Linked DNA regions of Mus musculus: all the other regions are linked to region 1. A link is a contact called in public ChIA-PET, Hi-C, HiCAR-type and HiChIP or PLAC-seq data. All regions are on one chromosome and are shown on one strand. Each heading gives the region's core, a stretch centred on a gene start, on an enhancer-like site or on the middle of the called end of the contact. The rest is flanking DNA. Distances are from core to core; before and after follow the strand shown. Region 1 holds the start of Vapb (vesicle-associated membrane protein, associated protein B and C). Region 2 overlaps Gm46781 (a long non-coding RNA gene). Region 3 holds the start of Rae1 (ribonucleic acid export 1). Region 4 has its middle 6.6 kb from the start of Mir296. Region 5 holds the start of Ctsz (cathepsin Z).

Region 1 (3,812 bases), core at 1,062-3,561:
ATTACCTCCTTTAGTCCTCTCTGGAAGGGGCCATTGCCTTCACTGACCATCAGTTGTTTGGAGGTACTTTGACTTTTAGTCAGCAAATTATGTCCCAGGGTGGGTGGGAGGGTTCCTTTCCTTCACACATTCCCTTAGCTGCCCCTCCACCCCACCCCATCCCTGTCCGATCTCAGTGCTAAGTGACCCGTCTTCTGTCAGGTGCCTAGAGCACTCAAATCCGGAGACAGAAAACAGAATGATGAACGCCAAGGATGGGCTCTGGAGAGAAATGCAAATTATCATTTAAGAGATGTGGAGTTTGGGCTTTGCAAGGTGAACCTTTGGGATGGGTGAGTGAGTTGGTTGCAGGCAACAGGAAAATGGTGTTACTGGGCCACAGTCTTGAAAATGGCCATTGTTAGGTGTAATTTACAACAACAACAACAGAGTGACTTGAGGCCACCCTGGTCTCTATATCGTGAGTTCCAGCTAGCCAGTGCTACATAGTGAGCCCCTACTTCAAAGACAAAATAGAATTAGAGACTAAGTTGACAGCTCAGCTGGTAGTGCTTGGTTATCATGCAGCCTTGGACCAACTTCAGCCCTGCATGCACTGGGTATGAAAGCTAACACCTGAAATTCCTCATTGGAGAGGTGGAGGCAGGAGAATGAAGGCTATCCTCGGCTACAGAGTGACCTCAAGGTCAGATTGGAATATAAGAGATCCTGTCTCAAAAACAAAGCAAACAAGCAACAACGGAAAGAATAAAAGTAAGAAAAATATTGACTGAAAAGCTTTGAGCTTGATGAAAGATTCTCAATCAGCAAATTTAGAAAGCCCAAAGAGTTCAAAGTACAACAAACGCAGAGACAGTGTGGCAAAACACAGAGCAGAGTGGGCGCACGCCTTTAATCCCAGCACTCGGGAGGCAGAGGCAGGCAGATTTCTGAGTTCGAAGCCAGCCTGGTCTACAGAGTGAGTTCCAGGACAGTCAGGGCTACACAGAGAAACCCTGTCTCAAAAAACCAAAAAACCAAAACCAAAAACAAAACAAAACAAAACAAAACTAGACTGAGGGAAACCTGAGTTTCCTTTAAAAGCACAAGGCGTATAATGGAGCAGTGGGTGACTATGATGAACTGAAGCCCTAAAATCTCAAGAAAGCAGAACAAAATGTCATAAAAGCTAGACTTTCATAGATTCAGTACACATGAAGCAGTAGTAGCAGAACACAAGGAAAGAACAGATGGAGAGGAAAACAATCCTGAAGAGCAAGAAATGAGAGGCCAAAAGAAACAGTACATCTAATGGGAAAACCAACGTAAAGCAGCAGAAATAAACCCAGGTACACCAACAAATACAATAAGTATAAATGGATTAGATGCACAAGCTAAAAGACAAAGACTACCCCTTGGAAACTTTTATTATGAAAATAACTTCAGGTGTATAGAACATGGGAAGTACATGAACAACATGGATATTCCTGCCATATAGAGTCATGTGTACTCTTCACACGAATGTTTGATGAGGAGGCTATGAAGGTCTATTTTACATAGTATACGTTACACAATGAAATACTAGTCACGTGCCAATGGGAACATACAGGGCTTATTTTGGGTATCAGACAGAGCTAGGCTCTCAGTTACTTTTAGTCATGTGATTTATGTGTGTAACTAATTTATTCTCTCAGTGAGGTCCTAGCACGGTGTGAAGCAGGTCGTTTTCTGGTTATTGTATTTCTAAATATTTCTTGCATAAACAAGTAATGCTATCAGCAAATGGTTCAGTGCAGCGCTTTGCGGTTTGGTAAACACTGAATGCAGAATAGCTTTTATTTATGACAGTTACTGAAAGCATTCAGCGGAGTGGCACGAAATAAGCAAACAATAATTGCCAGTTTATTATATTTATAATTGTTATTTATGAACTGTCACAAGGCCTGGCACATATCACTAACCCGTAAACATTGTGTTTGTAAGAATAATAAGTACTTTATTATATTCAGGCTCAGTAGAGCCTGGCACCACACGTGCGGGAAGAAAGTGGAAGTTTATTCTTGTTAATTATTATTATTAAGTAAAGCACTTAACAACAGTTCTCCCCGCAGGCGCTTACTGAACAGTCTCACTGGAGACCGCCCCTCCTCCCAAGCCTCGAGAGGCCACGCCCCCTGTCTCGGAAGCTCCGCCCTCTACCGCCCGGTCTGTGCCTGCGCAGTGGCCCTGAACACCCTGCGCATGCGCAGTCTCCCTTTTGTCGCTGGAGCCGCTGGCCACTGCCGGAGCCCGGCATCTGCTACGTACGTGCGTACGTGCGTGCGTCGGGGCGTGCGTGGGTACGTCGTGCGTGCCGTGAGCTCGCCCGGCACCGCGGCCTCGCCCTCCGCCCCTGCGCCCCGCCACCCAGGCCGCCGCCCCCCGCCCGCGCCGTCGCCCCCGACGGGGAGGACCATGGCGAAGGTGGAACAGGTCCTGAGCCTCGAGCCACAACACGAGCTCAAGTTCCGAGGTAAGCGGCCGGCCGGCCCGGGAGCTGTCACTCAGCGGCCGGTGCCGGAAGGGACGCGCCCTGAGGGCAGGACACTGTCCGCTTGAGGCCCGCATGCACCAGGCGTCTAATGCATGCATGTGGAGTCAGTGCATGGAAACGGTTTGCCTGAGTACCCTTCCATCAGCTCCCCCGAGGCAGCGAGCTGCCGGGGTTACAGCCCACGAAGCCCGTGCACACTTTCTGTGTAGTACACTTTCTGTATACATCTGTGTGTAAAGGTGCATGCCCAGGTGATTAAAAAGGTGCACGTAGACAAATATATATGCATGGTATACGCATGTTATAGATAGTGTGTATACATACATGTGCGTACATATATGTACATACACACACACAAGTGTGTGTGTATGTACACATGAATGTTTCCATTCACTAATTTTAAGGGCCACGAGGCAACAGGGTCCATGCCCAGCCTGTTCCTTGCTTCGTTGCATGTTTGAGTCATGAGATTGGGCACAGGAGGCCTATAAAGTTCAACAACCAGTAAGCAAGATGGCAGAATACAGTGGTAAGCACTAGGAGGAAGAGGAAGAAACTGGACTCTATGAAGGTGTACTTGAGGTTGGCTGATATGATCCTCTGTGTATTGCCCACGTGTAGCCCACAGCTGGCACACACGATTTTGGGTGGCCGAGAGTCACCCGTTTCTCCACCGCTGGGAAGTAACGTAGGATCACAGCTCTTATCTAGTTGTCGCATTTGAGTTCTGATTTCAGACGTTCAGATACTTAGCCACTGTACCCACAGACTCTTGGGAAATGCTTCAGATCTGTGGCTGTTCACCTTGCCTTCCAGGTTCAGAGTGTGCAGTGTGACTCTTACAAGGAAGCAGAGGCCGTCCAGTCAACCTGAAAACAAAAACCTTAGGCAGCCTAACACAGGGCTGTGGAGATGGTTCACCGGATAAAGAGCTTGCTGTCAAGGCTGAGGACTTTAGTTCAATCCCTGAGTCCCACATGGTCAAAGGAGAGAACCGACTTGTGCACATTGTCCGCTGACCCCAACAGGTGCAGCCTGGCACACTTGTGAACAAACACACAGACACATACACAAAAAAATTTCAATAGAAGCATCGACTTAAATGTGGACCCTCGTCACCAGAGGTTCCCCCACTTATCGGGATCCCACTTGTTAGCGACAAGGAAGTGGTGTCCGTTTGGTAGTGACTATTTGGAATTTCGAATGCTGAGTCTTTTTCAGGTTACAGTGGTGCGTGATCCCGTGCCTGACTGCACAGCAGTGAATCGCCGCCTGGTTATAACTGTAGCTCTGTGTATTT
Region 2 (3,997 bases), core at 1,242-3,741, 860 kb after region 1:
TAATGTCACAGGCATGTTCCATACGAGGTTCTGAGGGGCCTTGGCGTGCGTGCTATTCAGACTGGAGGTGTTGGTCTTAAGCACAGATTCTCCGCAAGGCCTTTCAGGCTGGCCTCCGACAAAAGTCTGTCCAGACTCTTCTGCCCTCTGCCCTTGGCCTCTCCGGGTGTATCCGTTAGTGTCTTGGCTCTAGCCCTTCACAGCCTGGCCATTGGCCAAGGGAGAACTACAATGGTTATGCCTTGTTTTTCTTAAAGGAAAGGTTGTACAAGCTGAAATTAGTGTGTGGTTGGGGCCGGGGGCCGGGGGGATGTTGGGTCATGGCTTGGAATAAGAAAGAGAGGCCCTGGGGAACATTTCTAATACTTCAGGAAGAGGGGTACTGGCTCTGACAAGGTCATTTTTATCTCCCTCCCCCCTCAAAGCCTGATTCAGTTTCAAGAGTTAAGTCTGCTCTTCTGAAGAACTACATCAGAGCAGGAGGCCCCTGGCATGGGGCCATGTTTTCCAAGGAGAAGACAGAGGCAGTGGGCAGGTTGAGAATAGGCAGAAGTAAGAATGGATGGGCAGGAGCCATTCATGGTCTGAGGTAACTGCCTCAGTGTATTAACATCATCACAAGACCAATGAGAACACGGTAACCCATCTACCGTAGTCCTGTCTGAAGAGACAAACCACCCTTGTGTTCTCTTCAGTGATCTAGAATATTCTCCCACAGCTGGGACTGAGCCTGAACCGTCCATGGCCGTGACTTACATCAATGGAGGCCAGCACACAGGTTTCATCGGTGAATAAATGCCTTCTGGTTGGCCAATGCAAGGCTAGGTCTCAGATGAACTCATCAGAATAGCGTAAAAATAGCCCCACTGTGCTCAGAGGCATATGAGAGTTCCCTCTGTAGAGTGAAGAAATTGGGAGCACGGAGAAATTCCGATGATCATGGCCAGTTTTACATTCCCAGGCCCTGGGGGAGAATCTCCTTTTCTTAGACTACGAAGCCTCTCTGGATAATGGGCAAATCTGGTTGTGCGCCAGCAGGACACTGACTCAGGTGTGATGTGGTCACCTCCATTCTCCCTTGGCATTCAGATGATTGCATCAAGGACCGTGAGCTATATCACTGTAGATTCATAGGCCTGAGTGTGTTTTAGCCCCTACACACCTCAAGTTCCCTGGCCACTTTCTTTCAGTCCTCCTCTGAAGCACCTTCGACCTAGGAGAAGGGGGCTAGATGGATGCTATAGGCGGGGCACACTGTTCATGAGGGACAGATGCGAAGGACAGGTCTCCATTAGTTATGAAATCCTCTGGTCCCTTCTAGGCTAGCCATACTTGAACCACAGGTACACAGTTACATCTTGGTGAAGCCAAGAGGAAAATGGTTTTTCGAGGTGCCTGGCCTCTGTTGGAGGTCTGACCATAGCATGCCATTAGCAACCTGTGAGAGCCCAAGGGGTTACTTCAGTGCCCCAGCTGCTGTGGATGCTTAGGGTTTAACCATTCACATGGAAGCAGACATGGTGGAAACATATGTTCCCAGAAGGAAGATCTGTCTCATGAAGGTGGTGGGGGCAGGGAAAAGTGATGCCTTGTGTTACGTCATCTTTGCAACTTGCCCGAAGGGTGGGGCCTGCCCAGTGCTACTTTATGGGAAGAATGTGGAGTCTTGTGTTTTAAGTTTTGGATTTTTATCTCTCAATACACTCCATGATCTATCCTCTGGTCTTACCGTACAATTCCTCTTCTTCACAAATCTCGAAGGAAACTGTCACTCTTGGGTGAGCCACATGTTTTCTAATAGTGTCCCTGTTCCCCAGGGTGAAAAGCTTGTCCTGGCAAAGCCCTTAGATGCAGAGCTCTCCCTAGTTACCACACATGGCTCATAGGCAAGCTTGACGGGCGTTCTCTAGTCTTTCCTGGTTCTCAGGTAGCCTAGGATGGTCCGGAACGTGCTACATAGTTGAGAATGACCTAGACAGTCTGATCTTCCTGCTGCCACCTTCTGATGGTGGGATGACAGGTGTGCTATGCACTCTGCAGATCACAAACCCAGGGCCTGATGCATGCTAGACAAGCGCTCTACCAACTGAGCCACACTTCCATCCCTGGCTCCTTCAGTCATGGCTCTGAGGAGCCAGTAGAACTGGGGCTTAACCTCAGATGCTGAGCTCTGCCCCATCCTGCATGGTGCCTAGCTTAGATAAAGACTTAAAGACTGTAATGGAGTAAGTCTAGCATCATACCGAATATGAATCAAGGAAAGCAGAATGCAGCCTGACGGAGAGCTCTCTGTAGATAACCATGGGGCTGGATTCCTGCTCCAGCCCCTGGACTGACACAGCCTGGCCCACATGCAGCCCCCTTCCACCACCAGCCCTCCCGCCCCAAGCTGTAGCCCCTGCCACAGCTTGCCTCTTCCTCTGTGACCTGCCACAGGCCTCACATCCTGTGAGGAGGCCCTAGAAACCAGTTCTGTTGATGAAAACACTCGCGCTCTTCACCACAGGAAGCATGGGCCTCACGTTCACAGTGATAACCGCCCAGTCTCTTCACAGAGAGTAGAGGGGAGCACAGACTAGCTTTGTACCTAGATTAGGAAGCATGTGTTCCCTCCCCTCCCCCTCAACAATTCTCAATTCACCTCACATGAAGCCTCCTGCCCCCCCTGCTTCCTATCCGAGAGTAGGAAGCAGGACATTTGGGAAACAGAGACCATGTCCCCCAGAGCTTTGTAAGAACAGTAAGAAAACAGGATATTAGTAATGACAGGAGCCCCCTGGCCTCGGCCCCAGGTAAGGCGTTTAGATAAAAATCTAGGACACCCGGCTAAATTTTAAATTTCAATTAAACAGTGACTATTGTCTTGATACAAGAAGGTCGTATAGAAGCAGTTCTTCCTAAAACACTACTCAACTGTTCCCAGGAAATATCAATTTAACTAAGAGTCCTGTAGTTTTGAGTTTGTGACAACTAGTCACTGAGGCCTAGGGAACCGACTTCTTCACCCAGAGGCCGTTCTGAGCCCTGTGCTGCAAATCAAGAGCTCCCTCCATGCAAGCAATACTTCACTCTGGACATTTTACATCGGGAGTTTTTGTACAGAGCTGTCTTGGTATGCATTGTCCAGAGGAGAAACTGAGGCTGTGAGGCTGTGCGAGTTGCTGAAGTGATCTGATCTGATCTGCCAGCTCCTAGACCGTCTCCATGCGTAGTACTCACTGGCAGTGGGTGGGCGAGCGGCGGCGCCAACTTCAGAGAGGCAGTAATAACAGGTTAGCTTGGGAAAGCTCTGTGCAGAGATGGGAAGGGTTGTGTCAACACATGCAAATTATATGCAAATACACTTGGCCCTCCTGGCAGGCTCACCTAGGTGGGAGATCCATGAGCAGTCCCCCATTGCCCATGGGCTTCTAACAGGGGCAAGGGTAACAGGTTGATAGCCCCTTGTGTTCCCAGCGCACGTGGGCTGGGGTGAGTGCACACCCGAGTTCTCGTGTTCTCTCTTCTCGGATGTGGATGTGAGGGGGCTGGTGTGGAGGTGGATACATGAGGCTATGGGGCGTGGTGATGTGTGCGTGACCTGCCACCTTGATCTGTGTATTCCCAGCAAGCCACAGGGCTCCTGTCTCCTCAGATAACCTCCTCCAAAGCTTTGGTGTTGCTCTATGGAGAGAAGGAAGCATCCCCTTGGGACTGTGTCTACTGAGATGCCCTAGGACCAGAGAGAGTCCTTGGAGGATAATCCTTTTCTCAACAATACTACAATTAGCATTGATGCTATACCTGGCCCTGCGGCTAATGCTGTGTACTTAATTATCCAGGCCTGGGGTTTGTGTTGCCCTGAGGAAATTCAGTGGGTAGGTAGAGTCACTTGACCACACTTAATGGCAAAGTAAGCAGAGAACAAGTCCACAGCTGCTCCATGTTGGCCAGGTATCTTACCAGGAGCAGAAGAGTAAGCCATGCTGCATCCCGGTATGGACTCCCCACAGAAAGA
Region 3 (3,798 bases), core at 1,165-3,664, 740 kb before region 1:
TTTTTAAAAGCTCTCTGACATTAACAGCCTTGCTGGAATTCATTGGTGGGGTCTTTGGTCCAAGAACCCTAGCTGAGAAGGTGGTAGAAATGTGGTTCCTCCAGCCTGCCCCAGACCTATCGGGTCTGCATTTCACATCACAGATCTAAAGCTCTTTGAGAGAAGGTCATGAGGACCCAGGACACATAAGCAGCCTCACGCGCTCGGTATTTTCTCAGTAACTGGCAGGCTCTGAGGACACTGGGGCAGGACCCACGGTTCATAGTCCGCAGTCTGTGAAACAAGGGGATGGAGGGGGTGGATGGTAACGAATGCTAAAGCTGGGGGGGAAAGATGACCTTTCTGCCCGACATGATCTCCCCGTGGCCTGCGAGGTTGATAACTATCTGAAGCTGGCTGCATAGGCTGCAACACCACCTGTCTTAGTTACAGTTGCCACTGCCGTGATTAACACCATAAGCAAAGCACGCTGGGGAGGAAAGGGTTTATTCTGCTTAGGCGTCTACATCACAGGTCATTAGCAAAGGAAGTCAGGGCAGGAACCTGGAGCAAGAGCTGATGCAGAGGCCATGGTGGGATGCTGCTTACTGGCTTGCTTTCTGTGGCTTGCTCAGCCTGCTTTCTTATAGAACCCAGGGATGGCCCCATCCACCATGGGTTGGGCCCTCCACCACTGATCACTAATTAAGGAATTGCTTTACTGTCTTGCGCACAGCCTAATCTTATGGAGGCATTTTCTTAACTGAGGTTCCCTCCTGTCAGATGACTTTAGCTTGTGTCAAGTTGGCATAAAACTATCCAGCACACCCCGCAGGACTATAATGCAGTGCTGCAAGGGCCATGGCCCTAAAGGGAACTGTGCTGTTTGCTGCTTGATGGTTGTGGCCGTTACTGTAAAGCCTCTTTGGTCACTGTCAGCTGCCCTCACTAAGGGTGTGCTGTGCTGGCTAGTTAATGAATTCTTTAGACAGGGATCACAAGGCTGGGGAGACAGAGGAATCAGTCTGGGCGGGTCCTGGGAAGGTCATAGTAACAATGCCCTGTGAAACCAACCTAAAGGAGCCCTCTACTCTGGACCCAACTCTTCCCCTGAGCCCCAACAGGAATAAACACGACGACGACAAACCAAACACTATGTACGCTAACTAAACCTTGTTATTTGACTTCTCAGGGGATGGGAGTAAGTAGATGATCACCAAGTGTCCTAGACAGGCCTGTTTCCTCTGTGTTGTACTGAGGTCCCTTAAGACAGGTAACCAGCGGCCAGTTTTTATTCCATTGTTCTGTAACCCTGTTCCTGCCTTACATTTTTAAAAATTGTTTTGGAGACAGAACATTTCTGTGTAGTTCTGATTGGCCTAGAACTCACAGAGACGCCCCCCCCCACCCCCTGCCTCTACCTCCTGCGTGCAGGGATTGGAAGGCCTGCCAAGTTGCCCAACAAGGAAACTAATTTTGTAGGGACCAATCACATTTTGTTCTTCCTCACTGACACTTGTCCTTTCTCTCTCTCTAAAACCGCTTTCCCTGATTGGTTCATTGGAACCCCCATTCTGGAATCTAGCTAACTATGTTGTCATTTTATCTGACACCTTAAACACTCTATGTGGAATGTTTCATAGAGCAGGACTTTTGTGTTTCAAACAGGCTTAATACTGACCTATTAGTACATGGGGCTCAGTAATTAAGTGTACTTGTTGCTCTTGAAGAGAGCCATGGTTCGGTTCCCAGTACCCACATGATGGTTCGACTATCTGTAACTCCTGTTCCAGGGGCTCCTACACAGTTTTCATGCCTCCCCAAGCATGTGGTGCATATACATACACACAGGGACAACATCCATGCACGGAAATAAATCTTAAACATCTCAGGGAGTAGGAACCATTCCCCTTATCATACCGCTCGGGATGTTCCAAGTAGGCAGCCTCTCAGAGGACAGTGCTAGATCTGAGCTGGGGAACTCTTTTTTTGTTTGTTTGTTTGTTTGTTTTTTGTTTTTACATGTATATGAGTATGTTGCCTGAAGAAGTTTAAGCACCACTGCGTGCAATGACCACAGAGACCAGAAGAGGGCGTCAGTTCTCCAAGAACTGGTGTTGGTTCTCTTGGACCTGTGAGCCGTCCAGTAGGTGTTGGGAATAGAATCTGGGTCTTCCCCAAGAAGCCACTGCTCTTGGCCGCTGAGCCATCTCTTCGGCTCCACGATCATCTTTAGACGTTTAAACAACAATCAATATAACGATACACACGCGAAAACAACGCCCTCTCTCAACTAGTTGCCTGGCAACTGCGCTGGCCGACTTTCCACAAACGCACAACTGCTGGCATAAACACTTCCTCTCGCCCTCAGCAGGGCTTCTGCGCATGTGCGCCCGCCTTGAGAGGGGCGGGACGCCGTGCTCTGACGCTTTCCGGGCAGTCCCGGAAGTGGCTCGTGGCGCGTGCGCGGTGCTTCTGTGGTAACGGGGCAGTTTCCACCGGCTTGAGGCGGACGACTCGGCGGTCTGGGGTCTCCCGGCTGCGCCCCCTCTGCCCCGCGCCAGAGCAGGTCCGTGGCTTCGGGCCCCGCCGCGTGCGTGTTCCTCAGGCGGCCGCCGCGCTCCCTCCGGGAAGCCCGGGCCCGCGTGAGGAGACCGAGCCCCTCTCTGCAGCCGGACCCCGTGCGCTCCGCTAGGTAGGCCGGGCCTCTCCGCGTGCGCACACCGCCCAGGCCACGGGGGTGAGGGGACGGTGGGGGACCGCGGCGTGCGCGGATGGGAGGGGCACGGCCGAGCCGGCGGGCGTGGTCGGACGCTTGGGAGCAGCCCGAGCTAACCCAGTCAGCCAGGAGAAAGGCCCCTGAGAGCTACGGGAGCTGGAGAGATGGCTGCGCTGCCTGCCAGAGGTCCGACCGCCTCTTCACCCCCGCTGCAGGGCACCCGGTACGCCCTTGCTCTTCTCACGTGCGCATGGTGATCTGAAACTAAGTCCTCAAGTAAATTGCACGGGAGAGGAGCGTGCGGATCCCAGCACACACTGGGGGTCGTTTCGTTTCCTAACTCCAGGATGGAGGAGTTAGTTTTTCCGGTGAAAATCAAGACTAACTCACGCTCCGGAGAAACATAGCCCTGGCTGCGTGTCTGTGCATCCCTCTCCCTGTACAGACAGGCTTGTAGTCCTCAGCCCCGAGAGTTGTCTCCCGAGCCGTCTTCTGAGACGTGAATGTGCACCTTATGGTGGCTCTGACACATCGTGGCTGTCTCGAAGGCAGCAGGAGTCAAATGCGCTCCCACAGTTCCTTGCAGTTTCCCTTTCCTTGTTATTTTAAGGAAGCGACCCTCATTAGGCTGTGGATTGCTCGGGCCTTAGCCTCGCTTTTGGAGAGGTGGCTGACTTGGTGGAAGTCTGGGTTTTAAGAATTTGCTTTTTAGTAACAGCTTGAAATGTGGCAAAAGCATATGGGAGTCTGGAGTCACAGTGCACAGATGGTTTCCTTGGCAACGACACAGTTGTCAATTACATTCAGTGTTAGACCGTGCAAATCCTTTTCTTTAAATGGGCTCTTTTGTAGACCAGGCTGTCCTCAGATTTCTGTACAGTCAGGGATGGCCTGCTCCTCCTGACCCTGCCTCCCAAGTGCAGAGATCACCTGTGCCAGCTCACCTGACTAACCCTAAACTTTCTCTGCCTGTTGTGTGTATGGCCATGCATGCGTGTCACAGTCCACATCTGGGCAGAGGACAACTTTGGAGTTCTCGCCTGCCTTTCTGTTGGTTCTGAGGGTCGAACTCGGGTTTCCAGGCTTGCACACCAAGTGTC
Region 4 (3,793 bases), core at 1,219-3,718, 520 kb after region 1:
TTAAAATTTATACTTTGACTTTGTTTTGAGGATTTTACTTCTGGTTTAAAAAAAAAATCAACACACAAGGGAACAAGGGAGAAGGTTTGGTCAGTTAAGTGGTTGTCATGAAGCAGGAGGACCTGACTTCAGCCCCCACACAGCACCTATATAGGGAAGGATGAGATTCGGGTACAGGGATGGGCTCTGTAAGCACTGCTGGGGGAGGAAGGGACAAGAGGGTCCCTGAAGCTTGCTGGTCAGCCAGTCTATCCAAATCTGTGAGCTTCAGGTTGAATGAGAGACTCTTTTTGAAAAATTAAGGCAGAGGTCAATGAGGAAGACACACACATTGATCCCTAGCCTCCACACAAATGCACATACATGTGCACATGAGCCTATATGCACATGTGCACAATCCCCTCACACACACACACACACACACACAAACCAACATATGCAAAGGGCAGACTTGGAGGCGTTCCTGTAGCCTCTTTTACGGCCCTTCTGCTTAGACACACACAAGGGACACACAGCGGGTACACACAGCCACTGCATATGTGTGCATACGTGTGCTTCCCTCCTTTCTTATCACACGGCAGGCAGTACAAAGACTATTCTGTCCTTTGTTTCAACAATGCAATAAAAGGGAGGGCTGCCATCACTACCCGATGAGTTTTGAGGGCTTTTTTCCCCCCTCCTGGCCTGTGTCGTGACTCCATTGTGTGGAGGAGGGGCAAATGGGGTTATTGAACCAGCCCTTGCTGATGGTCTCCTTAGCAGCATTGTGATAAACAAACTTGGGTACCCATCGTCTGAGTGTCTATGGACAGTGGCTGAGTGAGTCCCAAGCCATGCAATCAGCATAAGCTTTAAAAGGTCATTTAGTGCTGGTTGGTGTCTGATGTCCCCATCCCTATGGGCTGGGGGGCTGTGGCAAGGAAGTTGAGGCTCAGAAAATTTCCCTTTTTATTTTCTCCATGTCAAGAAAGTGCTTCTTCTAGCTTCAGCTGTAGAAGGGGGAGAAAAAAAGATAATTCAATTTGAGCTGCGTACCCCCTGACTGGGTTCTGTATGAATTATGGATTTTTAAAAAGACAGGAAGGGAGGTGAGATATTGAATTTCCCAAACTGGTTTTATCTTACTCAATTTAAAGTTCATCTTCTTGTTCCGATTTAGGCTGTGGCGTGAAAAGTGGCCCCGCAGCATCTCTCCTGGTCTTCTCGCAATTAGTTGGTGGATGTGCGCAATCCTAGGAAACAAGGGGTTTGTTTTTCTGTGTTCAGTGGCTCCTGTCTATGGCTCCCATCGGCCCTGTCAGTGTTTGCAGGAATAACCAGAGTTCTAGACTTAGGCTTTGATGGGGCTTAACAGGGCTTTTCAGACCACCAAGAGGCTCACATTTGGGTGCAGGGCTGTTTCCAAGGGGGCAGACACAAATGGAAGATTTTTAAAGACAGAGAAACACAGGCAGTGACTCAGAAATGCAGCAAGCAGGATCCTGACATGGGGGACTGTCATCTTTATGAAGTCTTTTTTCTGAAACATCAGGCAGGCTGGAGCCGAGGGGTCTGTACCAGCTGTGACCTTGGGCGCCCCCACAGGACATTTGCCCTTAAATCTGGAGACATTTTAGGTTTCTCACTCTTGCTGGGGTGGATGGGGGTTGGGAGTGCTATTAGCATCTAATGGGAAGCCAGGCCAAGGACACTGCTAAGCATCTCACTAGCCCAGCAACGGTCTCTACAATTAAGAATGATCTCACCTAAATGGTCAGTGGCTCTCTGTATAGAAATCCAGCCCTAGCCCAATTCTGAGATAAAAATCAAAATTATGCAGGAACTGATAGCTACCTTGGAGCATTGGAAATATCTTCTCCACATTTCCTAAGGGCTGGGAGGATGCTGGGTGTATCCTGTGTCCGTCACTAGTCAGGTAGCTGGCACAGATGGACCCTCCCTGAGTCTCCCTGATTTCTATGCTACAAAGCACACACACAATTTCAGAGGGGAAATGCACGAGAGAGAGAGAGAGAGAGAGAGAGAGAGAGAGAGAGAGAGAGAGAGAGAGAGAGAGAGAGAGAAAGAGCTCAGAGAGCTTCCCAGGATAATGTTACTCCGTATTCCTATAGGCACTCACCCTCACCTTTTCGGTGCACACATTTTCCAGATAGCTGTTCCTGACAGCTAGTTAGTGAGGGGCCTGGGTCAGAATCGATAAGTCCTAAAGCCCTTTTTCATTTTTGCAAAATGAAAACAGCTCTTCTTTTTCTGATTATAAAAATGATACATGCACATTCTTTCTTTAAAAATTCCAACCGTACAGGAAACCATGAGAAAGAGACATGAAAAGAAATCTTCCTTACAGCAGGAGATAAACAAGTGGAGACATCTTGGTACTTATCTTGCTAGCTCTCTCTCTCTGTGTGGTGTGGGCTTGTATTTATTCTCCTGAAATCCTGGGTTGCCTGTGGGGCCAGAGGGGTCGGGAGGGGGTGGGGTGGTGACTCTGTTCTCAACAGTTGATGTGCCATGGCTGAGTAGTCCTTTAGGGTGTTTGTCCAGTCCTTTGCAAGATATTGAACAGTCTCCTTAACTCCTCCAGGGAACCAGGCTCAACTGTGACAACTAAAAGCTGTCTCTAGATATTGCCACACGTTCTTTGGGAAGAGCAAAATTACCCCAGAACCAGAAAAAGGTCTAAGTTCCAAGTTGTTGTTGTTGGGGTTATTTCGTTGTTGTTTTGTTTTGTTTTTTTCCTTTCTTCTTTTCAATTCTTTCAGACAGATGGAAGAGGCTAGCCTCAAACTCTGAATTTTGCCTGCATCTGCTTCCTAAGTGCTGGAATTAAGGGTGTGTGTATGCCTGCAAGTGCGTGCCCCACCATGCCCCCACTACCCTTTGCATTTCAATATGGAAGATTAGCCAAGAGCTTTAAGTACATTGTCTTTCCTCAGCCTCAGTTTCCAGCCCTACAAAGGGGGAAGGAGACTGATCAAAGAATGCCTGCCTGTACAATAGACTGCTGATAGCATCCCAGGATGCTTTGTGGGGGTGGGGGCAGGGGTGGGGAAGGGAAGGGAGGAGAAAGCCTTAGGGTGTTTCAACCTTTCAGCCCAGGTCAGTGAGGAGTGCTGGGCTGTTTGAGGTTTGGTTTTAATTGAATTCTTTGGGAAACAGAAGTAAAGAAAGTCTGCTTTAATCCTGTAGGCTAAGATTGGGATGGAGGTAGAGGGGGAGATTGTTTGTTTGTTTGTTTTTTGTTTTGTTTTTATTCCATATAAACCTTGCCATCTTTTGAGCTTCAGATATTTTAGAACAGGGGTGAAAAAAAAAAGAGAGACAAATTCGTGAGACCTGTTGGAGAGCTGAAAAACAACAGGGGATGGGAGAGGTGAGTCACAGGCTGATTTTATTGGATTTTCACGAAGGAAGCCAAGTTTTTCAACTGCTGCTGGAAAAAGAGGGGCCCTGGAAGCCTCTCTTTCTGGCCCCTTTCGCAGCCTGCCCCCATCTCCACACATACCCCATTGCACCCTTGGGTGGCTCTGGGAAGCTTTCTGACCTAACAGTTGTGTTGGGTAGTGGTGGTGGTGGCGGCGTGCGTGTGTGTGTGTGTGTGTGTGTGTGTGTGTTTTCCATGAGAAGAAACAATCCCTTCCCTGGTCCCAAAGGACAAACCTAGAGAGTGACCCCTCAGCAGGCCATAGCCCCATTTCCTTGTCCATGGCATAATGATGCCCTAATCCTCCTAAGATGTCAGAGTCCCCCTTGACCCATGTTCCCCAGGGACCTACAAGCCCTGAAAGTCTGT
Region 5 (3,675 bases), core at 974-3,473, 700 kb after region 1:
CTCGGTAGGGCCTAGTGCCCACCCAAGAGGGGTAGGCCCAACAGCCTCTGGCCATCTCTCCTGATCCTGCAATGTTCTACACCCTCCTCGTTTAACTCGATCCAGAGACCCAAGGATCTTTCCCACTCCATGTCACACTCACCCCACACTATGCTCTGCTGAGAGGGGCCTTTCGCTTCCCCAACAGCAGTCTGGCCACACCATTCCTAAGCGCCCCGGACTTTGCTCTACTCCTCTGCTATGGCTGCCCACTCCTTACCCCCTGCCTGCTTGGTAAGTACCTCTTGTCAGCCCACCTTCTTTCTTTCTTCCTCTTTCTGAAAAGTCAGCAGTATGCCCCAGCCCTCAGAGGTGGCTCTATGAGGGGCCACAGCTACATCTGCCCCTGGCTACTGCTGGGGTACAGACTGCCCTCAGACAGGAACCCCTCATCCTCAAAAGAGAGTCCAGGCTGATGGGCTGAACTGAAGCTGCCATCCATCTCACAACGCAGTCTCCCGACCTGAAAGAGGCTTCCTAGGCTGGGCACTGAGAGCCAACTGGCAGGCAAGACCTACATAAGCCCTACGGGCAAGAGCACTGCCATTTCAGTAATGAAATTTCATTTTCTTAATCCTCAACCTAGGCTCCACCTACAACAGACTTGGCCAAAAAGATACCCAATCAAGAGAGGACACTGGCTGAGTCCCACTCCCAGGCAGGAGACTCCCTTCCCCATTGGTTTCCAGGAACCACCTCTGGGGATGGCAAAGCTGAATCTCCATGCTACAGGTAGATTGGCACTCCCTGGCTCCTGCTTCCTCTACCAAGGAAGGGCACAGCAGCCCTCTGGGGCCTCTCTCTTCCTACTGAATGAACTTCTACTTGACTCTTGGGCGGCCAGGCTAAGGTTCGAAGAAGAGAGCTGGGGGGGCCATTTCGTACTGGGGAACATGTTCACCTCAAATGCCAGCTGCTACTGAGAAGCAGTTTCACTTCCACGCCCCACAAACCAACTGTGAACTCAGTGATTTTGCAACACCGGTCCCATGGTTCTCAATGGCTGAAGTCACAAGTTCTGAGGAAGGGAAGGTTCCTGGGAGCCACTTGTCACCAGATTCCAGCCCAAGCCTGTCCCACAGAGGCCCTAGTAGGCCCACAGGAGAGAACTCCAGAATGACACAGCCACCTCACTCTGGCTGAGGGGAAATCCAAGTCTGAATCATGGTACAGGGCCATGGGCCCCTGTAGCCCCGGGCTATGGCTATCATGGCTCACCTAAAGGTAGATTGGATGGTGAAGTGCAGCCACCCACCTGGCCAAGATACTGGCCCTGCCCTAGGCTTAGCATGGAGCGCCAGGCCACCTACCTGCCATGGCACTGGTGCTGCCGTGGGCCCAGCAGGAACCACAGTACTGTGGGATGTGCTGGTTCCTGGTGACGCTGGCATAGTTGACACCGTTCACATTTCTCCAGTCCCAATTCTTGGGGAGATCCGCTGGGGACAGGTACTCATGCGGCCGAGGATAAGTCCTGGGAGGACATCATGGCAATGGAAACCAACTCTGGAACGCATAGGGCCTCCCCTCTCCCTACCCCCACCAGGGCCACAAATCCAGTCATTTCTCCTGTTGGCCTTCTTCCCAAACTGTGGTCGGTTCAGAACTTGACCCAGAAGAGCCACCAGCAGAACCCAGGACTATTGGAAGCTGAATGTGACAGAGCATCTCCGAAATACGCTAATGCTCACTAACAAAGGCAGTAGAGGCGAGAACTGCCCAAACCAGCAAACCCCAGAGCTCCCCGGATGTGAAAATCATCCCAAAAGGAAGGGATGGGATTTGTGCTTCCCAGGCCTAATGAGGGAGGATGGGGCAAGGTCCCAAGTGTCAGGGGGTGCGCGCCTGGCCTAGAAGTTGACCCTTTTCCTCCCTAGGCACAGCCCCGCGCCCACCTGCGCCCCAGCAGAGCCAGCTGGTCCCCGCGAATGGGATGGTAGCAAGTCTGGCCCGAGCGGAAGTAGAGTCTGGCCCGTGCCGCACTCGCCAACAGCAACATCAGCAGCACCAGGGGCAGCTGCTGCACCGACCCCGACGACGCCATGCTCCTGCTCCGGGCCAATTCGGATCCTGGATCACGCGCAGCACCTTCGACCTCTTGACCCGACCCGCAGGCCCACGCGCTCGGGACGCCCCGCCCGGTCCTTTAGGAGGCGCCCAAGTTGGACACACCCCGAGGGCGGGGCCTTCCCCGCTGCTCCTGCCCCCGCCCCGCCCCGCTCGGCAGCCCCCAGGAGATAATCTGCCTCACTAGGAATCAAACAACCGGATCAGCAGAACCTGGGGTCACACAACCAGACCCCAGACCTGACAGTGCCACCAGCCATTGTGATAACACGGACTGACAGCAAAACTTAAGTTTACTATTCAGAGACCCAGGCATCCTGGAGCAGGGTAGGGCTCAGCAGGCTTCCATTGGCCCACTCAGCCCAGATTCTTTTGTTTCTCTGCTCTGGAGTGTGGTGCAGTGTCCCATTAGGTTAGGTCTCCCTAGGAGCGCACAGAGATATCCTGAGGCTGGAAGAAGGTGTGGGTCATACCCAGCATTGGACTCTAGCCTGGCTTTCTGAGCCCCTCCTCTCCACCCCCCAAGACCCAGGCTTTTCCTGAAGAGACAGCTCTCCTTCACAGAGAAGGATCCTTCCAGGATTACTCTTTTCTTTTTTCTTTTTTTTCTTTTTTTTCACTTGGCACATATATCGTGAGTCCCTGGGGTTCTGGAAAGGGTCCCTGCTAACCAGACTCTTCCAAGATGAGGAACTGAGAAAGAAGTGGGACCTGGCCAGCCTAGGTTTCGTAATGGGAGAATTTCCCCTTCCCCCTGTGCCCCGTGAGCTATTGTCAGCAGTCCCAGGCCACAAAGCTATCTCTTCTTCTGTAAGAAACATCCCCTGGTGTTTTATCTCAGGCTCTCTCCAGGTGGTGGGTGTGAGATTCCTGATGCGCGATGGCCAGTGGGGCTACAGCCATTCCTCTGTCTGTGGATAGGGGCAGTCAGAAATCATAATGGCTGTCTTGCTGCCTGCCTTTCCAGATCACCCAGGATTCCAACAAGACTCAAAAGCCTGCTGGATACCTCCTGTCAGAGAGCAGAACAAGACCTCAGAAGCAAACTTGGGGCTACCCTTAACAACGCAAGAGTTTTGTTCCCTGTTGCTATAAAGTAGTCACGGAGGCAAATGAACACTGGCATCTGTATGTTGAAATCTTTCATCCTGGGGGGTCATGGCAACCTCTCCCTTCTGCTGGGTGGTAAGTAGCCTGGTAGGAATGAGGGCCTCCCAAGGCCCAGGCAGAGACCTGAGTTCCCTAAGCCAGTTCTCCCCAGTAGTGACCATGCATTGACCTTAGAGCCCTTCGGTCCACTCTGGGGGAGTGTCGCCTCCCACGTGGGTTCCACATGGGCTCTCTCTCGCAGGAAGGGGACAATTGGTCTTGGCGATTCTATGGCATCCCACAGGCAAGGTCTAGTGAAGAGCACAATAGGGCAGCAGCGTTTATCGGGAGAGTGTGTACTCAGTGTGCTCACGGTCCCAAGTTCAATCCCTGGCACAGATAACGAGCAAATGAATGAGTGGAGTTTTAAAATTAACAAAATATACACTTTAAATAATGTGTCGTCTATGTGTGCCTATA

The links. Hi-C and Micro-C count contacts between places; a contact is called where the count stands out from the background. ChIA-PET counts read pairs in DNA pulled down with a chosen protein or histone mark. HiCAR-type assays count read pairs that join an accessible place to other places. HiChIP or PLAC-seq counts read pairs in DNA pulled down with a chosen protein or histone mark.
Region 2: an RNA polymerase II ChIA-PET map of memory CD8 T cells shows a contact between it and region 1, with 12 read pairs. The contact joins the enhancer-like site here to the promoter of Vapb in region 1. A contact is called at or near these places in 3 of 39 promoter capture datasets (embryonic stem cells, liver and pre-B cells), 1 of 484 Hi-C or Micro-C datasets (B cells) and 2 of 115 datasets of contacts at active chromatin or transcription factors (bone marrow-derived macrophages and memory CD8 T cells).
Region 3: a contact with region 1 is called in a Hi-C map of the G1E-ER4 cell line, with 6 times the contacts expected there. The contact joins the promoter of Rae1 here to the promoter of Vapb in region 1. A contact is called at or near these places in 2 of 39 promoter capture datasets (liver and pre-B cells), 3 of 484 Hi-C or Micro-C datasets (CD4 T cells and the G1E-ER4 cell line), 1 of 115 datasets of contacts at active chromatin or transcription factors (memory CD8 T cells) and 2 of 9 other capture datasets (adipose tissue and macrophages).
Region 4: a contact with region 1 is called in a HiCAR-type map of embryonic stem cells, with 3 times the contacts expected there. The contact joins the enhancer-like site here to the promoter of Vapb in region 1. A contact is called at or near these places in 8 of 39 promoter capture datasets (the 3T3-L1 cell line, HPC-7-derived erythroid cells, cranial neural crest and 5 more), 2 of 484 Hi-C or Micro-C datasets (the G1E-ER4 cell line and nephron progenitors) and 5 of 115 datasets of contacts at active chromatin or transcription factors (astrocytes, embryonic basal ganglia, embryonic stem cells and 1 more).
Region 5: an H3K27ac HiChIP or PLAC-seq map of bone marrow-derived dendritic cells shows a contact between it and region 1, with 4 times the contacts expected there. The contact joins the promoter of Ctsz here to the promoter of Vapb in region 1. A contact is called at or near these places in 3 of 39 promoter capture datasets (the HPC-7 cell line, embryonic stem cells and liver), 1 of 484 Hi-C or Micro-C datasets (the G1E-ER4 cell line), 3 of 115 datasets of contacts at active chromatin or transcription factors (bone marrow-derived dendritic cells, bone marrow-derived macrophages and pancreatic cancer cells) and 2 of 9 other capture datasets (adipose tissue and liver).

Annotation. Positions count from the first base shown.
Region 1 is chr2:173,735,260-173,739,071 of GRCm38.p6, forward strand. Vapb (vesicle-associated membrane protein, associated protein B and C) reads left to right here and starts at 2,312. Exons shown (of 6, transcript NM_019806.5): 1 at 2,312-2,491. The coding sequence starts at 2,434.
Region 2 is chr2:174,599,985-174,603,981 of GRCm38.p6, forward strand. Gm46781 (a long non-coding RNA gene) reads right to left here. Exons shown (of 2, transcript XR_003953979.1): 2 at 2,828-3,289. It also overlaps a transcript of Zfp831 not described here. Among named protein-coding and RNA genes, the nearest start is that of Gm46781, 5.0 kb to the right of the region's middle. Within about 2 kb of position 2,492, at least 105 of the 459 cell types and tissues checked have an H3K27ac peak or open chromatin away from gene starts, as enhancers often do. A contact at or near this core is called in B cells, memory CD8 T cells and pre-B cells, where this site is marked.
Region 3 is chr2:172,997,703-173,001,500 of GRCm38.p6, forward strand. It overlaps Rae1 (ribonucleic acid export 1), which reads left to right and starts at 2,415. Exons shown (of 12, transcript NM_175112.5): 1 at 2,415-2,674.
Region 4 is chr2:174,258,608-174,262,400 of GRCm38.p6, forward strand. No RefSeq gene overlaps it. Among named protein-coding and RNA genes, the nearest start is that of Mir296, 6.6 kb to the right of the region's middle. Within about 2 kb of position 2,469, at least 22 of the 459 cell types and tissues checked have an H3K27ac peak or open chromatin away from gene starts, as enhancers often do. A contact at or near this core is called in embryonic stem cells, where this site is marked.
Region 5 is chr2:174,436,816-174,440,490 of GRCm38.p6, forward strand. Ctsz (cathepsin Z) reads right to left here and starts at 2,224. Exons shown (of 6, transcript NM_022325.5): 1 at 1,935-2,224; 2 at 1,350-1,513. The coding sequence starts at 2,083.